Linked DNA regions of Zea mays: region 2 is linked to region 1. The links are chromatin contacts, called in public Hi-C maps. All regions are on one chromosome and are shown on one strand. The core of a region is the stretch at or near the end of the contact, and the rest is flanking DNA. Distances in the headings are between cores, read along the strand shown. Region 1 holds the start of LOC109943429 (zinc finger BED domain-containing protein DAYSLEEPER-like). Region 2 has its middle 34 kb from the start of LOC103636404.

Region 1 (2,928 bases), core at 175-2,674:
AGATTGAGCTATACTAGACACAACCCTGAACCTCGCCGTAAGCCCACTTTATGGGACCCACCAGGTACAACAATGTTGTCACCGGGCAAGCAATAGTGATGGAGAGCGAACGGGGCAGAACGTCGTATCGGGAGCATGGTAGCGCACACCTCGCAGACGACACCAAGAGGGCTAGAGCGACCCAGGGGCAACAAGCCGAGGACTCCCTAGTTGAATATAAGTCCCAACTGTAAAGTCCACCCTTGAGATAGAAAAGGGTGGAACAATCTCCCTTCTACACATAAGCACATTGGTTGTTACATGCTCCTGGGCAATACAACTATTAGCACTATAGTGGACTAGGGCCTCGGCCTTAACCAGTAAAACCTTGTGTCTTAGTTCCTAGCTCGGATCCTCGTGATCCACCATTTAGAGTAAGTTCGCACTTGCATCCCCCACCGAACACAAATCTAATGTCACCGGTTTCTGAAACCACGACAGTTGACATGCCAGATAGGGGCTGCAAGCGTGCCAAAGCGACTTTTTTCACTCTGATGGCCAGCTATTTAGCGTTTGCCGGGGGCAAGACTTTCGCTCCCGGGAACCAGATCAACTTCGGCTCCCTCGACTTTCTCGCCCAAGAGACCAGTGAACTCCGCCTCGTTAGCCACAATGTGGCCAATGCCATATGCCCGGGGCCTAATCATTCCACCCGGACCAAGGCATAAAAATGACGCATCAAAAGGTGCGCCGCCGCCCTCAAGCAGCGGCGCCTCAACGCATTGCCGCTGCCGCTAAGCGGCAGACGGAAGCAATCCCACCATCAGCCATTATGCCCATCGTCAGTCGCCAACCTGCATCCATCCTCGACCTCCTCAAGGGCGACTAAAGCAGTGCCTCGACGGACCCTAGCTTGGACTCCGACGAGGCACAAAAAAGAGCCTGCTTCGTGGCCATGCCACCATGAGGCTACAATGGAGGGAGAGACTTGGAATCCCCCAACCAAGAAGAAGAATACCAGCGCCAGTGTCAAGCACACATCCTCGCCTGCAAGGCTGTCCTCTGACAGCAGGAGGAGGAGCTTGACGCACTTGTCGAGAGGTGAACGGGTCGTGCCTTCTCATAGTGTTGTGGCCTGTCTCCAAACAGCATCCTCACCCACGCTAGGCCGAGTTGCTGTACACCCGACCGGGCCACCGTGGAGCTAGGCCTGGGCATAAAACCCGATACCCGAATCCCGAACCCGAAAAACCCGAACCCGATAAGCCCGAACCCTAAAAACCCGAAATCTAATTTGGGTATAACCTCCCGGTACCCAAAATTTTATAGCAAATTTCGGGTTCAATTAACCGGTACCCGAATAGTTAACCGGTACCCGAATAAAACACTAGGCCTACCGACGCGTACATGCCCATTAGGTCTGGTGGGCTGCGGCTGCTCCATCTCCAATTCTCCATCCAACATGGCAACATCCCAGGCTGGTAGCACCATAGCAGCAGGCCAGCAGCCGCGTGTCCACATCCTAGGCTCCCAGCAGCCGCTGCCGTAACCTAGCAGCCGCCGTCGTCCACATCCCAGCAGCCGCTGCCGCCTGCCGTCTAACCTAGCAGCCGAGCGCCCGAGCGTGCCGAGTTGCCATCGACCGTCGCCCGTCGAACCGCACCGAGCGCCTAGCAGGCTAGCAGCAGGCAGTAGCCGCCAGCCCGCCATCCATCACCAGTTCCCCACTGCTCCGCGTTGTCCTGCCAGGCTGCCACTGTCGAGTGCCGACCACATCCCAGCCGTGGAGGCGCCCAGGCCGTGAGCCGCGGAGCACGGTGCACGACTGCACGCCCGGCCGCCCGCGACCTGTGCTCGCCTGCACCACCAATTATTTGAAGCCAACATTGAAGAACGGCACCAACATCAGAGGAATCTTGCAACATATGTGCTAAGTGCTCAGTGCTTATTTTTTGTTCTAGCAGATTTGATTAGTAGAAACAAGTCTTGGTCACGCAACAAGCATATGTGCAGTAACACAACAAACATAGAACTAGCGCAATTAGCACTACCTTTGCTTGTCATTTAGTATCTAATTTTCCTACTGAGTATGACAACAGATAAAAAACAGCTCGGGCACAATGAATATGTGCAGTATCCAACAATGAAGATTATTATTTCTTTAATAATAATTTTCCTACCTTTGTTCTAGCAGATTTCTTACTATGTGTTTCCTTTTTAATACTCCCTTCGTCCCAGTATATAAGGCGTAACCACCTCTGGTTCAAAGACCAAGAAATGCATTTAATTGTCTCTATATCACTGCATCGATATACGTATGCATAGAGAGAGCACGCCTTATATTGTGGGACAAGAATAAAAAGTGGTTACGCCTTATATCCTGAGACGGAGGGAGTAGATGCCTGAACCTGAAGACATATTGGACAAGGGCATGGAATCAGTGGGCACTGGCACTCTAGAAAATGATGAGACACAAACACAACCATCACAATCACAAGGGGCTACTGATCAAGAGGTGGTTGACCTTGACAAGAATTGTGCACAACATGAAAGGAAGAAGATGGCACCAAGATCAGATGTGTGGAACCATTTCACCAAGATCAAAGATGATAAAGGCATTATGATAGCTGCAAAATGCAAGTATTGCCATCGCAACATGAAATCGGACTCCAAGGGACATAGTACATCTGCCTTGAAGAGACACCTTCAAAGTTGCAAGCACAATCCTAACAAGTTTGAAAAAGATGGAAAGCAAGGATATTTACAAGCAATACAAGGGGAAGGTGTTTCTACTTGGAGGTTTGATCAAGATGCGCTTAGGGAGGCCTTCGCTGAGATGATTATTGAAGATAAGCTGCCTTTTGCTTTTGGTGAAAAGCCTGGCTTCAAGAAATTCATGTCTAAAGCTTGCCCACGTTTCCAAGCACCATCTAGAAGAACATGCACTAG
Region 2 (2,928 bases), core at 267-2,766, 210 kb before region 1:
TTCTGATCGAAATATCATGAGCTTCGTTCCCTCTAGTACACGATGGCAACCACACCACACGCATAATTAGTGTGATATCGGAAAACTACGAGTCCCTCCAGTACAATTACAATGGTGTGTGCAAACACCAAGGAATAAGAGATATTCTAAACTAATTCAAACACTCGGCCTAAACCTTGAGCAAGTGATATAAGAGGTGGCCTAACTAACCTAGTACTTCATAGAGCAGCCGCTAATCATTAAGTGATTCTTTTCGCACTTGGATGCCTAGAGCTAATATGAATGAGTCTCAACTCACTAGATGTCGGTGTTAAGAGCCAGCTCCGACAAGTAAATTTGTGTGCGCACGTTCTGTGGTCTGGATGGTGTGCTTGGTGGGCGCAAGATTTATACTAGTTCTGGTAGAATGTCCCTACATCCAGTCTTCGACAGCTCACGCTATGAACACCTTGTTGCTTTAGGGGTTACAAGCGGGTGAGAGATGGAGGATCTTCCAAGTCTCTTATGTGTGGCTAGACCTAAAGACTACGAGACTAGAGTTCTATGCTAAGCCTTGGACATCGCGGTGGCTCGCACCTTGGTTCCTACGTCCGGGTCTTCTAGTCTCGTCGTCCGTGTGCAAGTATGTGTGTTCCTTTGTAGGTCCTGGCTGACCTCCTCCATGGATTGATGCTTTTATAACAATTAGCGTGTCATCTGCATAACGGATGACATGCCCGGTTTGTCTAGCGATCAAGGGTTGGAGGACTGCACCATTATGTCCGAGGATTGCTTGAAGGGTGTCAGCGACAAGGAGGAAGAGGTAGGAAGAGATAGGGTCTCCCTACCTCAATACCTTTTTGCATGAGAACCAGGGCTCGAGACATCCATGAATCAAGATGACAGGTTTTGATGTGGCGAGCAGACAGTGGATCCAGGCACACCAACGATTACAGGATGACCCCGGTACATGCCATGCGTCTCTCTCATGTCTGTTCCACCAGGTAAGAAAACTGATTTAGGGTGCGTTCGCATCTGCCGGATTGGCATGTTTCCAGCCTCCTTCTAGGTTGAACAAATTCATCTGATTTTGACCCGGATCTAGTTGTTCGTTTTGATCCAGATTAAGAACAAATCCATCTGATTTTGACTCCCCATTCTCACTTCTCCACCTAGAACAAATCCAAATGTCCTCTCAGGTAGATCGATTCCTGACCAAGAATGAGTGTTCCACTCGATCCTAGGCTTTCTGGCCTGGCTTTGATCTAGGTTTGCCGAACGGACGCTTAAAGAGTCGGACTGAACCTGCGAGTAGATCAGACGAAAGGATTTCAGCACCAATACGATTAGACGTCATGTAACTAGTGTTCATCAGGCTTTACTCGTGCATTGTGTTTTTTTTTCAGCAGATGATTGAGTAGCGCTACCGTTGGAGCTGTGCCAGAAATGTGAATTCAATCAGCAACACGCGGATCAAATCAGGAACCAGACTTGGGCCGGAATACAGGCTCATTAAGAAGACGGCCCAGTGCCACGGTACACAACCCACCGCAAGCCGGCGGTCCTGGATTTTCACGTGCTGGCGCGCCCCTGTGCCGGCCTGGCTGCCCGCGCCCGCCGCTCGCCCCGCGTGACGTGAGTGACCGGAGTTGGCCATGGCCGGGCACGCCGCGGAGGCCGACGTGGATGGACTGGGTGCGACCGAGGGGACGACATCGACGGATGAGATTGAGACGCAGCGACGTCGGCCACGAGGGCGCGCGTCCTGAGCAACCCCTGCTCGTGTGGTGGCCAGAGGAGTGCGACGTGCCGCCCACAGCGTGTTCGACAGATTGCTTTCATGAATTACGGTACCAGATTTATATAATAAAAACAATGTGAGTCAAAGCAAATCAAATTTAACAAAATTATATAATTGAATAATGATATCTAAGATACCAAATAAGTAGCATTAGATTCTTCGTTAATTATCGTTTATAATATGTCTATTTTGATGTTATAGGGTATTGAAATTCTCTCTATAGTTTTGTCCAAACTTAAGATGTTTTGACTCTCTTAGAAAGCTGCAATGACTTATAATTTAGAATGTGGGGAGTAAAAGTTTGTATCGAATTCCTGTTATTGGTAGAGCTCACTGTTCCCATATGAAGTTATGTTTCTTGCGCTAGGTGAACGCTCAGAAAACTGCGCCACAATGCTAAGGCAGGACCATTTTTCTGGTAACCTTGTGTTCTTTTCTTACTTTGAATTTTTGTAGCGTGGACTGAGTTGAAAACAACTGATGATAAGTATGTGACTCATTGACTCAACATTGTTCATCCTTGCTCACATTACTCGTTTTGAAGCTGAAAGCCAAAACTTCAGTTTGGGTTGGGGGACGGGGGTGCAAATATCAAAAATATTTTTTTTGGGGGGGGGGGGGGGGGGGGGCACTTTACTCTTATATTACACGGCAATTTGCTAGATCAGTAAGGGATATAATGGAAAAATAACAAATGTGATTTTCAGAAAACTCTACCTGAACAGATTATGAAAAACAAAATATTTTACTCTCCTATCACTTCTTATCTCGAGAAATGCATATGCAGAATGCAGTCTCCATCTAGGAGTAGTGGGTGCGTGATTAGCTCGCACATTTAGCCAGCCGTTTCGCGTGGACGTGGGGATGGATGCGTCATGAACACACACACGTCGAGCGAGCAGTACCTGTAATTGTTTTTCGTGTTCTCGTTCTTCAGAATAGTAGAGAGAAGAAAACGCTGCAGTTGAGCGCGCAGCACCAAAAAGATTAATCCGTGTTCTAGAGTGTTTTTGCGAGTCTACATGCGCAAAAATTCACGAGTTTAGAACCTCGCCGCCGGGCGCCGGCGTACATCGTCGGGCCGAGAGGCTAGCGGTCAGTATTTTCAAAACTCAAAAAATTCTCCATTTTTTTTACACTAGTATTTT

Evidence for each region. Hi-C and Micro-C count contacts between places; a contact is called where the count stands out from the background.
Region 2: a contact with region 1 is called in a Hi-C map of ear, with 3 times the contacts expected there. The contact joins the enhancer-like site here to the promoter of LOC109943429 in region 1. A contact is called at or near these places in 6 of 25 Hi-C or Micro-C datasets (ear, leaf and tassel).

The regions. Positions count from the first base shown.
Region 1 is chr1:73,778,427-73,781,354 of Zm-B73-REFERENCE-NAM-5.0, reverse strand. It overlaps LOC109943429 (zinc finger BED domain-containing protein DAYSLEEPER-like), which reads left to right and starts at 1,424. Exons shown (of 2, transcript XM_023301290.1): 1 at 1,424-2,928.
Region 2 is chr1:73,989,624-73,992,551 of Zm-B73-REFERENCE-NAM-5.0, reverse strand. No RefSeq gene overlaps it. Among protein-coding and RNA genes, the nearest start is that of LOC103636404, 34 kb to the left of the region's middle. Within about 2 kb of position 1,516, at least 18 of the 20 cell types and tissues checked have an H3K27ac peak or open chromatin away from gene starts, as enhancers often do. A contact at or near this core is called in ear, leaf and tassel, where this site is marked.